2 separate regions of the Sus scrofa genome follow, and region 2 is linked to region 1. Evidence: chromatin contacts called from public Hi-C data. All regions are on one chromosome and are shown on one strand. The core of a region is the stretch at or near the end of the contact, and the rest is flanking DNA. Distances in the headings are between cores, read along the strand shown.

Evidence for each region. Hi-C and Micro-C count contacts between places; a contact is called where the count stands out from the background.
Region 2: a Hi-C map of liver shows a contact between it and region 1, with 9 times the contacts expected there. The contact joins the promoter of TSKS here to the promoter of RPL13A in region 1. A contact is called at or near these places in 1 of 5 promoter capture datasets (fetal liver), 3 of 47 Hi-C or Micro-C datasets (embryonic fibroblasts, liver and skeletal muscle) and 1 of 2 datasets of contacts at active chromatin or transcription factors (alveolar macrophages).

The regions. Positions count from the first base shown.
Region 1 is chr6:54,562,564-54,568,972 of Sscrofa11.1, reverse strand. RPL13A (ribosomal protein L13a) reads right to left here and starts at 4,180. Exons shown (of 8, transcript NM_001244069.1): 1 at 4,141-4,180; 2 at 2,563-2,635; 3 at 2,134-2,199; 4 at 1,851-1,952; 5 at 1,567-1,652; 6 at 1,324-1,383; 7 at 941-1,063; 8 at 221-746. The coding sequence starts at 4,155. The coding sequence ends at 660.
Region 2 is chr6:54,782,299-54,788,707 of Sscrofa11.1, reverse strand. It overlaps TSKS (testis-specific serine kinase substrate), which reads left to right and starts at 3,497. Exons shown (of 11, transcript XM_021094752.1): 1 at 3,497-4,000. AP2A1 (AP-2 complex subunit alpha-1) reads right to left here and starts at 2,171. Exons shown (of 23, transcript XM_021094760.1): 1 at 1,943-2,171. The coding sequence starts at 2,009.

The DNA.
Region 1 (6,409 bases), core at 2,931-5,430:
CACGCAGGCCATTTCTGAGAAATACCAATCCCGCAGGCCAGTCAAATTCCTTGGCAAGGACCGTCTCTGCCAAGACCACCTTCCAGGGAGGGCAGGTTCTAATCCCCCATTCGTGGGAAGAGCACAGCCAGCTTCATTCTTCTGCCTTCCCCTCCCTGCCAAGGGCTTTGCTCCCTGGGGCCTGCCTCCACAGCAGACACACACTGCAAAGACGCCGAAGTCCTTCAAAAATAATTTATTAGTTCGGGATCACAATGTATAGGGGAGATGCCCTGTGACCCTTTGGCTGCACCTGTTTCCACAGCACCTTTGCGCAAGAGCCCCCGACTCACGCTGCCTGGCCAGGCAGCCTCTCACCCCCTAACAGCTGCAGAGTATGGTATCCGCCCGCCGGAAGGTTTAACAGATGCCCTGGGCACAAGTGGAGGCCCTTCCTCTTGGTTCACTCCTGCCAACAACACTGCACCTGCACAGCCCTCGGCCCTGTACTTCTAGAAAGGCCTTTCTCGACCAGCAGTAAACAAGGCCCCTTGGCTACACCCAGGCTCCTAAGCTCCAGGCTGCCCGTGGCCCCTGGAGGTCCCCCACATCCTAGGGTGGCGATGGAGGAAGGGCAGGCCAGGCGACGCATGAAGAATAAACAGTCAATTTTATTGTGCTCAGACTAGGAATCCATGGGTCTTGAGGACCTCCGTGAACCTGTCGATCTTCTTCTCTACGTTCTTTTCCGCCTGCTTCCGCAGCCTCTGTGGAGCGAATGACACCATCAGCAGCTGCTCCCTGGGACACCCCCAACCCCCAGAGCCCAATCTCACTTTCCAGAGCCTCCCACCCCACTGGTGGTGGGCAGAGCCTTCCAAGGGCACAGAGCCCACTTTTTCTAGCTGCCTGATCCTGCTGGGAACGTGACGCCCCTCCTGCTCCAGCCCCGTGCCCTCACCATGAGCTGCTTCTTCTTGCGGTAATGGATCTTGGCCTTCTCCTTCCTCTTCTCCTCCAGGGTGGCTGTAACTGCCTGGTACTTCCAGCCAACCTCATGAGCCAGGCGTCCCAGGTAGGCGAACTGAGGGGAGGGGAAGGGGGAGCAAAGCTGTAGGAGGAGACCAGGATAACCAGGGAGGGATTGGGGAGAGGCCTCAGCTCAACCCCCCAGGGCTCCCCGCTCCTCCTGGCATCAGCTGAGCCATTGGCAGTATCGGCACCGTGGCATCCGCAGACCATCGTGAGAAAAAGCCATCATCTGCCAGTCTTAGGCCCTGGCGGGCACACCCCACACGACACCCAGGTGCCCAAGCTGTCACTCAGCAGGACCAGAGAACTCACCTTCCGCGTAGGCTTCAGACGCACCACCTTGAGGGCGGCAGGCACCACCATGCGCTTTTTCTGTTAGAGAAGGAGAGGGGCTTAAGGGACCTGGTGTGAGGGACAGACAGGGAGGAAGGCTGGCGAGGGCGGGCGTCTCAGCCAGTGCTGTTTTCATGAGGATCAAACAATGTAGGTAATCGCGGAACATCACGGACGCTGGAGCCACGGCTGCTGCTGCTGCGGGAGCTGGGCCTCGCTCACCTTGTCATAGGGTGGCGGGATCCCATCGAACACCTTGAGACGGTCCAGGGCGGCCTGCCCTCGCTTGGTCTTATGGGGCAGCATGCCTGGGGGCAGAGGACAGCGGGCCTGCTCAGCGGGCCGTGCGAGGACCCTGCCGCAGCGAGGTGGGCAGGCAGGCAGGTGGGTGGCCTCAGATGGTAGTGCATGTCCAAGTCATATCATGGCCAGAAGCTCGAACACAAGTGGGAAAGTCATCACTGGCCACCTGCCCTGTCACCCCCCCACCCTCAGGCCCAGCTCACCTCGCACCGTCCGCCAGAAGATGCGGCTGGGGGCTCGGAAGTGGTAGGGGCCTCGGGACGGGTTGGTATTCATGCGCTTGCGGAGGAAGGCCAGGTACTTCACTGTCAGAGAGGAGCATGTCTAAGTTGCAGTCGGACGCCGGACGCCAAGTCCCCCCAGGGCACAACCATTAGTACCGGGCCTGTTTGGATCAACTGCCAACGGGACTACTTTTGGAGCCAGTGAAGCCTGAGAAGCCCACAGCCCAACCCTCTCCAGCCCTCTTTGCAGGCCCTAACTTACGTTTGTTTCTGTAAAAATTGCCAGAAATGTTGATGCCCTCACAGCGCACAACCACCACCTTCCGGCCTAGAGTGAATGGAAAACCAGGCGTCAAGGAGGGGAAAGGTTAAGGACCCGCCTGTTACCCAGGACCCTGAAAGAAAGGAGACCCCTTCCTGCCTGAAACTGGCCACAGTGCACAGGGCAGGCGGGGAAGTCTCCTGCCCAGTCACAGAGCACTACTCGGCAGAACGTTCAATCTGTTGGACCCACAGAAAAATGTCTGAACGCAGAGCCCCCAACCCGGGAGGGGAGGCGGCTGGCAGGTCTCAGAGCGGTGCATGGGGTTGATCTCATGGTCGTGAGACTCAAACGAAAGATGGTGATTGTTGCTCATCACTGACCTTGGAGCTCAGATCCAGGGGAGCTGTGGACCAAGGGCAGACTTACCCAGAAGTACCTGCTTGGCCACAATGGCCGCCAGGCGGCCCAGGAGATGGCCTCGGCCATCGAGCACCAGCACCTGCTGGAGATAGGATGAGAGGGCTCAGAGGCGCCCACAGCCTGCCTTGACACCCCCACCTCCATCATTCCTTCCTACGTGTTCATTTCACCCGCTTCCCAGGGTGCCTGCTAAGCTGGCATGAGACCCAAGGTTCCCTTTACAGATGAGGCCAAGAAGGTCAACAACTAACTCAGGATCCTGGTGAGTGAGCTAAGATACCAAAGAGTTCCCCTCCAGCTTGCTCAATTGGCAGGAATTTCTGTACTCAGATTACGTTTGATGGTAAAAGAAACTACAATGCGAACCAACCGTGGCCACACTGAGCATCCAGGGAGAACGTGGGACCTGGATGCAAGCTGTAAAATCTTGACAGAATCCCATCCCGTCCCTATCTCAAAGGGTTGCTGCATGAATGTCAAAGCGAAGAAAACCAAGGTTCAGGGTGGGTGATGCGAGACAAAAAAACCCATGCTGGCCCTGTGTCTCCGAGTGTGAACTGGTCAACTGCTTAATCCATGGCTTGTCAAGAGTCAAAGTCCCCGTATCAGGTGCTTGCTATACAAGTTGGGATTGTTGAAAAGCAGCGTAAAAGGCTACCGACGCTAAAGCCAGATTCCCTGCCAATGTGACTTTGATCAATCAGAACCCTCCAATCTCCAATACCAGCCTCAGGAACACTGCGATAAATTAAACGAATTACACAAAACATAACGCAAGCTGTGCCAGACACCGTAAAAGCCGGGACGCATGTTCTGAGAACCCTATCATATGCCTGGCTCCAAACTTGGTTTTCCCTCCCTAACCATAGACCCATCACGTGCAGACCCCCTCCAGAACCATCCTCCTTTTATTATCCAAGAAGTCACACAAAGAAATCAGGCAGTCAGAGCACGGCTGCTGCTGCCTTCCTTGAGGGCCTCCAGGTGCTTAAGGGCAAAAGATGTGGAGAGCGGTAGAACATTCCATCCCAGTCCTCAGCACCAGCAGGACTCCATCAACCCCGAAGCAGAGGGACAAAAACCAGTTGGCTCCCGCATGCCCTGTAGGCAGTTTTCTCAATCCACTGCAAAAGATTTCCTGCCAAAATACCCACAGTTGGGGAAGAACCCAGGAGGCCGAAGGAACCCACGGCTCTGGCCGGGCCTAAGTACCCTCCATTTTGGCCAATCCTCTGCCGCCGCGGGGCGGCCTTCCGCGTGCTTCCCCAGCGCTGGGGACACAAGGGTCTACTTGGGCCAAGAACAAGGTAAACGAGACCTAGTTTTTAAGTATCCTTTCTTGTGCTGAAGGCCCTAACACGGCTCCTCAAGGGAAGAACGACGCCGCATCCTGGCCAGCCCAGAACGCAAAAGCCATCTTAAATAGCCGTTTTGGACTCCTCTTACCCTAATGGCTTTCTGTTTTGGTCAGTTATCGATCCTAAATTCCTTCCACAGCACACTTGCGGGGGAAAAGAGGTCCAACCTCGGCCCGACCTGCACGACCCCGACCCCACGCCGCCCCAGCCCGCGCGGAGCCGATACCTGCCCCTCCGCCATCTTCGGCAGCTGCCTGGGAAAGAAGGAACTCTTGGCGCAGGGTTTCTTATCCCTTGAAACAGGGGCGGAAGAAGTGACGCAACAAAGGCCGTTTCCCGTCTTTTCATTGGCCAGAGTGTCGAGCGCGTGCGCAGAAAGGCCCCACTGCAAGGCGGGTCTTCTTCTGGCTGACCAATCAGTGTCGTTCCCATCCGACCTGGGCGTCCACGGCTATACCGGGAGAGATCGCATTGGGGTAGGGGGCGGCCCTGCTGGGGCGGGGCCCTCCAGCCTCCGCCCCGGTATTTCTGAGGGGCTAGCAATCCTCGCGCGAGCTGCCCGCGGGGTTTGCAGAAAGCGGGGTGGGCCCAGGGCTGGAGGCGAGCGCCGGGAAGGCGGGAGGAGAGAGGCAGTTACTCCCTAGAGCAATGACTGGCTGCTGGGCGCGTGGTGGCAGCTCTCAGTCTAGGCTTAGAGATCTGGATTCCGGTGCCTGTTTGGCTTCCTTGCGACCTGGCCAAATCCCTGGCCGTATCTGGGCCTCAGCGTCCCCATGTGTCAAGCAGATGGAGCTAATCTTCCCGATGAGGTCTCATGTTTGAAGGCATGACTTCTGGATGCCTGAGTGCCCCACAATGAGCTTCGGACTCTCTGGACAAAGCTTTTGCTTTGGCTGTGCCACTCGGCTGGGATGGCCTCCCCTCCACCCCACCTTCTAAGATGCGGCCTGAGTTCTTTGCTCCAGAGAGCCTCCATGATAGCTCAGGCTGGCTCAGGTCCCTTCTCTGGGCTCCCACAGTTGCCTATACCGCTTCCATTAGAGCGTGTGTAATCCTGTACTCAGGGCCCTCTGTGTCCCTGTCCTCTCCAGGGACCAGGAACCCTGAGAGGGCTGGTCCCAACCTCTGGGCCCCCAGGAACCTCAGAAAGTAGGTCCTGAATGAAACGTTGCCTTAACTGCAAAACCAACACCCAAACCCAAACTGCGCCATCCACACCCTGTCCCCTCACAGACAGGCCAGGCTAGAGCTGGCAGAAAAGAATGATTTATATACAGTTTCCTGGGGCTAAGGGCTTTGTACAGAGGGGGGAAGGTGGGGCCGGGGTCGGGTGCTGGCGTTGCCTCCATCCTGGGGAGACAGTAACAGGGGCAGCGTGGCCAAGGAAGGGACCAGTCTCTAACTGATTTCCTCCAAGTTCCGCTCTGTGTCCTCTGGCAGGTGACTCCTCTCTCTGGGCCTCGGCGTCTTCCTCTGTAAAACGGGATGGTAGATGACTCGTGGGCTGTCTGAGGCTCCACGGTCAGAGGAGAAGAAGGCCCATGCTCAGGGCTCAGCACAGACTCGGGGCCCCAAACAGCTCCATTCACAGTGAGCTCTCACTGTGTGTTGCGGCAGCCCTGTCCAAGAGGACTCTCTGCAATGGTGGAAGCATTTTAGTTCTGTGCTCTCCAGTACGGCCATGGTACTGACCTCATGTGAATGCTGGGGACACCTCAAAAAGAAAAAAAAAAAAATTCCCTTGTGCATGGCACATTGGGTTAAGGGTCTGGGGCTGTCACTGCTGTGGTGCCGGTTCAATCCCTGGCCCAGGAATTTCTGCATGCCACGGGTGCAGCCAAAAAAATAAAGAAAACTTTATCTTTACTTTTAAAAATATGTGGCTACTAGAAAATCGAAAGTCACACGTGTGGAGGAGCTCCTGTTGTGGTGCAGTGGGTTAAGAACCCGACTAGTATCCATGAAGATGTGAGTTTGATCTCTGGCCATGCTCAGTGGGTTAAGATCTGGCGTTGCCGTGGCTGTGGTTAGGCCAGCAGCTCTGATTGGACCCCTAGCCTGGGAACTTCCATATGCTGAAGGCAAGGCCTTAAAAGGAAAAAAAAAAAAAAAATCATATGGGTGGGAAGTTCTCTTGCGGTGCAGCAGGCAAAGGATCCACTGGTGTCACAGCAGTGGCTCAGGTGGCTGCTGTGGCGCAGGTTTCATCCTGGGCCCAGGAACATCCACGTGCCATGGAATCCTACACCCGTGACTTGTGTTCTATTTCTGGTGACTTCACTTCCATGGTAGGATTATTTTGAGAGTCTTTTGTAGGGTAAGGAAGCTGAGGCAGAAGAGTGACAAGGCACTGATGCTGGAATCAGAAGGCCCAGAGTCAAACCTTGGCCATGAGTTCTGTGACTTTTGGCAAAGGATTTACTTACTATCTGGGCCTTGGTTTTAGCCTCTGTGAAATGGGCATAATAATGGCACCAGCTTTTCAATTAAGTGAG
Region 2 (6,409 bases), core at 2,248-4,747, 220 kb before region 1:
AATTTGAACACACGCCAAGTGTGCCACAACCTCAGGACCTTTGAATGCACCGGTTCCCTGCTGGGACCCCTCTTTCCTCCAGAATTTGCAGGGCTCACTCCCTTGAGGTCCTGGCCCCCTTCCCCCACTCCCCTTCCCTATTTTTTGTCACAGCTCTAGTCATCAGCTGACACTGTGGTTCTCTATTTTTTACCTCCCTCATGGCATGGGTGCTCCCAGGGGCAGGAAGCTTTGTGCACTCTTGAAGCCCCCCCACCCCCACCCCGGAACACTGTCTGGCACCCCGAGTGATCAAAAAGCGTGTGTCAAATGAATGAATGAACCTTCAGAGGCAGGATGCTTTTATCAATGGAGTCGGCACAACAAGAAAACAGCTTCCCAGAGGCTGAATAACTTGCCAAGGGTCACAGGGTAGCTCTCAGAGGCAATATACTGGGCTCCTAACAACTGCCCCCCCAACCCCCAACCCCTCAAAGCTCCGCCCCTTTCATAACACCCCTGCCTGTCTCTCTGCCACCTGATACCAGTTTCCACACCTCCTGTTTACTGAGCACCTACTATGTGCCAGATCCTTCCATACCTACTAAACTCTCAAATCATCACTGGACACCCAGCAGAGGCCACTCCTCAGATCCAGCCAAATAACCAGAAGAAAAGCCAAGATCTATCTAGAGCCTGGGATGTGTGAAAAGGCCTCACTCACATATGGCGTCACAACAGCCTCATCAGGAAGGTGCCATCAGCAGTCCCTCCTGACAGAGGAGGAAACAGAGTCCCTCAATTCAAGGTCACAGGGCTAGGAAGCGTCAGCGCTCCGACACCAACTCAAGCCTGGCTGACCCCAGAGCCCGTGCGGATACAGCCTCTGAAGCTCTTGGCAGCTCTAAACGCCAACACCCGCTCCCAGGAGCTGGGCGCTGACTTGGCACCAGGCCTCCCATAGTCACGACCATCCTTCCTGCTGGTGATCACTGTCCCCGTATTGATGTGGTCAGATGGGAGAGGGCTCCAGATTCAGGCCTGTCCTGCTCCCTGACCCATGACCCTGCTCTGGGACCAGGCTTCCTCCATCCCCCACTTCCCAGATCTCTTCCTCACAAATTCCTAAGGCCCCTAACCCCTTCTTTGAAATAGGGGTTCTCCTGCTTCTGGCACATCCTCTAAGCCCCCACATTGTAATATCCTCTCCTTTCCAAGCCCCCCAGGCCCCTGTCTCAGGCTCTCCAAAGACTCCACCTGCAGGAAGCGCCTCGAAGTAACCCCTCTTGTTCCTTCTCCATTGACCTCCGTGTTTCCTAAGAAATCTTCCATCCTGGAGCCCCTCTATCCCTCACCAGGGTCCCGCTATAGTCCCCCACCTTCCCATCCCTCCTCCCCAAACCCCTGGGACTTTCTATCACTCTAAAGTCCTCTCTATAAACTATAAACGAGCTGGGCACCTCGGTGACCTATCTAGCCCCTTCCCCTCTATGACACCCCCTCACCCAAGCTCTCAAGCCTGGCTTCCTGTGTTTCAGGTCTCCCCGTTCCCACTGGCCCCCTCCCACTCTATCGCTCCACAGGGTACCCCCAACCACCCAGCCATGCACCTCCTTTCTTTTCTGTCTACATCAGGGATTTCTCTGACCCCATGGCTAATGCGATCTCCTAGCTTTCTTTCATCCCCAGGGGACGCCTCTACGCCCCATCTCCGGGACTTTACTAGCGTCCTTTTCATTAAGACCCTCCCGGACGCCTCTAGCCACTCCGTGTCGTCACCTGAAGAGGCACAGTAAGACACTCTAAGACCCTCCATTACCCCCACCCTAAAGTTCCCCCCGCGGCCTCTCTATCCTCTCACTCTACGACCCCAATGGACTTCTATCCCCTAGGCCCTTCTGTAACCCCCGAGCCCCTCAATTCCACGCTTCCCCCGCCCAGGGTCCCCCGGCCGCGCTCTCACAGTTCCGGATGTCGGAGATGAACACCGCGAGCCCCCGCATCCCATCGCCCTTGGACACGGCCGGCATGATGGCGGTGGTGTCGGCTCCAGGCCTGGCCGGGCAGGGCACAGCGCAGCGGGGGCTGGCAGGCGGGGACCTGAAGGAAAGGACCCCAAGCAGCGCCGAGGAGCCTAGCCGGCCAAGGGGGAGGGCGGGCTGGCGGGCGGGCGGGCGGGCAGGCAGGCCGCGTCTCCGCCCCCGGTCCCTCCCCTCCCAGCCGCCATCCTGAGCTCTCAGCTGCCCATTGGCTCGAATTACTGCCGTTCAGGCGCGGGTTCATCCCCACTCCCTCTCTCATTGGTGGCAGGACAAAGGTACGCCGTTACGATTGGTCCAGCACCCCCGTATTTCCGTTCGGGAGAGCGGGGTCGGGGCGTTGCTCGAGAGACGGGCGGAGTTAGGTTACGTACAGTTGGACCGCCCCCTCCGCGCGGCCGGGGCCAATACTGATTGGATCCGGTCGCTCTCCTAGAAGGGAGGGATTGACGTGAGGGAGGGCGGGGGGAGCGGGCTTGAGGAGGCGGGACTTGTGGTGACTGAGGCCAATAGATGGGCAGATCGCCCCCGCAGGCGTTGGGGATTTGCCCGACCTGTCCTACTCCCCCCCCGATTGGGCTGTTATGGGGGCGGGAGGAGAGCCACGATCCGTAGAGAACGAAGGAGAACGGGGGTTGTCGCTCAGCTGGGCTGGGATAGGTGGAGCAGCGCCTGCAATTCCCTGCTGCAGAGAAGGGGTTGGGAGGGGCAGGAGAGCGTGAGGTGTTTACTGCGCAAGCGTCGTTCTGATCCTCTTTCTCCCTACTCTTCACCACGCATTACTCCTTAAATCTTCCCGGAAGACGTTCCTTACCCCTTGTCTAGCGGCCAAGATGTTGGGACCTAATTTGTCCGGAGACCGAGTGTCTCAGAGCGGAGGAAACACTAATTCAAGTCTAGTCGCATTAAGCAGAGGTTAAAACTGAGGTCCAGAGAGGTTGAATGACTTGCCCAAGGTCACACAGCTCAGAAACGGCAGAGCCTGGGTTTAAAGTATATTTTGGCATTTAACCACTTGTTTTGCTTTTTAGGGCCGCACTTGTGGCATAGGGAAGTTCCTAGGCTAGGGGTGGATTCAGAGCTGGAGCTGCCAGCCTACACCACAGTGATGGAGGATCCAGGGGCCCTCTGTGACCTACACCACAGTTCCCAGCAATGCCAGATCCTTAACCCACTGAGCGAGGCCAGGGATGGAACCTGCATCCTCACGGATACTAGTTGTGTTGTGTGTGTGTGTGTGTGTGTGTGTGTTTAGAGCCGCACTGGCAGCATATGGAGGTTCCCAGGCTAGGGGTCGAATCAGAGCTACAGCTGCCAGCCTACACCACAGCCGCAGCAATGTCAGAGCTGAACGCATCTGCAGCCTACACCACAGCTCACGGCAACACCGGATCCTTAACCCCCTGAGCAAAGCCAGGAATCGAACCTGCAACCTTATGGTTCCTAATCGGATTCGTTTCCGCTGCGCCACGATGGGAACTCCAATAGTTGTGTTCGTAACCTGCTGAGCCACAGTGGGAACTCTGACATTTAACTGTTTTCCAATTATGCAATGCCTTTTTTCTTTTCTTTGCAACCACACCACCAGTAAACACACCAAATCAAAACTGTGAGTCTCTCCACCAAACTTGGAGCTCCTCAACCAGAAGGGGACTGACGAACGTTGCTAAAAGGAATGGGGGGATCTGCTATGTTTGGCCCAACCACCACCCCTTGGCGCCCCGGAGACTTTCTTTGGTTGACAGGCTTTTGGGAAGGCAAAGCCTCCCGGAACTCTAACACCCTGGGCTATTGAGAAATTTGGGGCAAAGGGAACTGGAAGAGTCCATTCTGTCACCTCGAGGAACTCAGCCCTGCCAGCCTCTTCCAACCTCAGAACTCGAGTATTCTTGGAATGAGCCTTGGGAGAGAGTCCTGCATGCTGGGAACATCCACTCTGAATCCTGGGGGGATGGGGAGAGCGAGAAGAGCCCACCTTCCAGGTTCGGTGGATCTGGCCATTCGGGTTTCCAGGAATGGGGCTTGGGAAAGTCTATTCTGGATTCTAGGAGGACAAATATTGCTCAGATGTTTCAGTGAGCAAGGACAGTCCATTCCTAATATGGGCGTGTGGGGTGCGTGTGGCGGGGGTGCTGTCTGCCTTTAAAGAACATTAAAAACAGCAACAAGGAGTTCCCATTGCAGCTCAGCGGTAATGAAACTGATTAGTATCCATGAGGATGTGGGGTCCAGCCCTGGTCCCATTCAGTGGGTTAAGGATCCAGTGTTGCCATGAGCTGTGGTGTAGGTCACAGACATGGCTCAGATCTGGTGTGGCAGTGGCTGTGGCACAGGCCGGCAGCTACAGCTCTGATTTGACTCCTAACCTGGGAACTTCCATAAGCCGAGGGTGTGGCCCTAAAAAGACCAAGAGAGAAAAAAAGCAACAACAAATTCTTGGACTAGGAGTTGGGAAAATTTCTTTTTAGGGAAGATGCATCACAAGGGACTGGAGGAGTCCTTTCATTATGAGGGAGGAAGAAGTTTCTACCTGAGGATAACACCTTTAAATAATGGGGTTGGAACTGGTCTGCTTTTTGAGGAATGGTAAGAGAGACATCCAGAGTCTGAAGAAGAGGAACCATGAGGTTGCGGGTTCGATCCCTGGCCTTGCTCAGTGGGTTAAGGATCTGGCGTTGCCGTGACCTGTGGTGTAGATGGCAGACGCAGCTCGGATCCTGCATGGCTGTGGCTGTGGCGTAGGCCGGTGGCTACAGCTCTGATTAGACCCCTAGCCTGGGAACCTCCATATGCCGTGGGAAGCGGCCCTAGAAAAGACAAAAAAACAAAAAAACAAAAAAAAAAAAAAAAAAAGGAACTAGAGTCCAAAGAACAGGAAAATTCTGTTCCTAAGGAAGAAGACAAAGCCACCCTCTTCACATCCTTAATTCTCCACCAACCTCTCACCACTACCTCCAGCCCTTCACTCAGACCCTCCAGGAGCCAGAGAGCATTAATTCTAGGTTTTGTTGTGGGAGAAGGAAGTCCTCATTCTTCCAATCACGGGTAGAGGGGGGAACTCAGTCTCTCCCAACCTCCTCTAGGGCTCCAGAGTTAGCTAAAACTTTTATTTTATTTTATTTTATTTTATTTTGTTTTTTTTAGGGCCACACCCCCGGCATATGGAGGTTCCCAGGCTAGGGATCGAATTGGAGCTACAGCTGCCAGCCTACAGCACAGTCACAGCAACTCGGGATCTGAATCGCGTCTGTGACCTACACCACAGCTCAGGGCAATGTAGGATCCTTAACCCACTGAGCAGGGCCAGGGATCGAACCCGCAACCTCATGGTTCCTAGTCGGATTCGTTTCCGCTGCACCACGATGGGAACTCCCTAACCCATAAAATTTTTAACCCAATATTTAATCCATACACCCACATATGATCGTGTCAACATACTTGACATTCTTATTTTCCTAAGTTTTTGGAATCTGGTGTTTTCTACATAGAGCACATCTCAGTTGAGACTCGGCAAGTCACAAACTCAGCAGCCACAGGGCATTATTGGATGGCAGAAAATTATAAGATGGGATTGGAGCAAGACCATTCTGGGGTTCAGGGGCTGACCTATTGCTAAATTTTAAGACCAGGCCATGTAGAAGTTCATGTGAGTGTCCAGATGAGGTTGAGGCAAGGCTTCCTTGGGTTTTTTGTTTGTTTGTTTTATTTACTTTTTTATTTTGTTGTCTTTTCTAGGGCCGCACCCGAGGCATATGGGGGTCCCCAGGCTAGGGGTCTAATCAGAGCTGTAGCCGCCTGCCTACACCACAGCCACAGCCATGCAGGATCCGAGCCACGTCTGCCACCTATACCACAGGTCACGGCCACGCTGGATCCTTAACCCACTGAGCGAGGCCAGGGATCGAACTGCAACCTCATGGTTCCTAGTCGGGTTCGTTAACCACTGCGCCATGACAGGAATTCCAAGGCTTCCTTGGTTTTAAGATGGACCATAAAGAGGGAACCCTAGGAGCCCCTTGAAGAGCTCAGGGGTTGAAACACAAAAGCTTCTAAGACTTTGACCAGCACAAATCAATTCCTGATTTTCTCTAGAAAAACTGGAGTCAGCCCCCTCCTCATTAATCACCAGACACTCTTGCCAGCTCCCCTCCGTGTCTTCACCCCAAACCAAAGCCAGAATGCACCCCGAAGCCAGCCACCTCCTCCCATCGCCACAGCCTCCCTCTGTACAGGCCACCACCACTGTCATCTTTTGCCTGGAACCTTGCAGCAATGTCCCTGGCCTTTCTCCCTGCTCTATCCCGGCCACTCAGGGTGCTTTTTGCCATATCAACCAGCCGCGCCCTTCCCCAGCTTAAACACAGCAGCCACCTGGCCTCCTCTTGGCCATT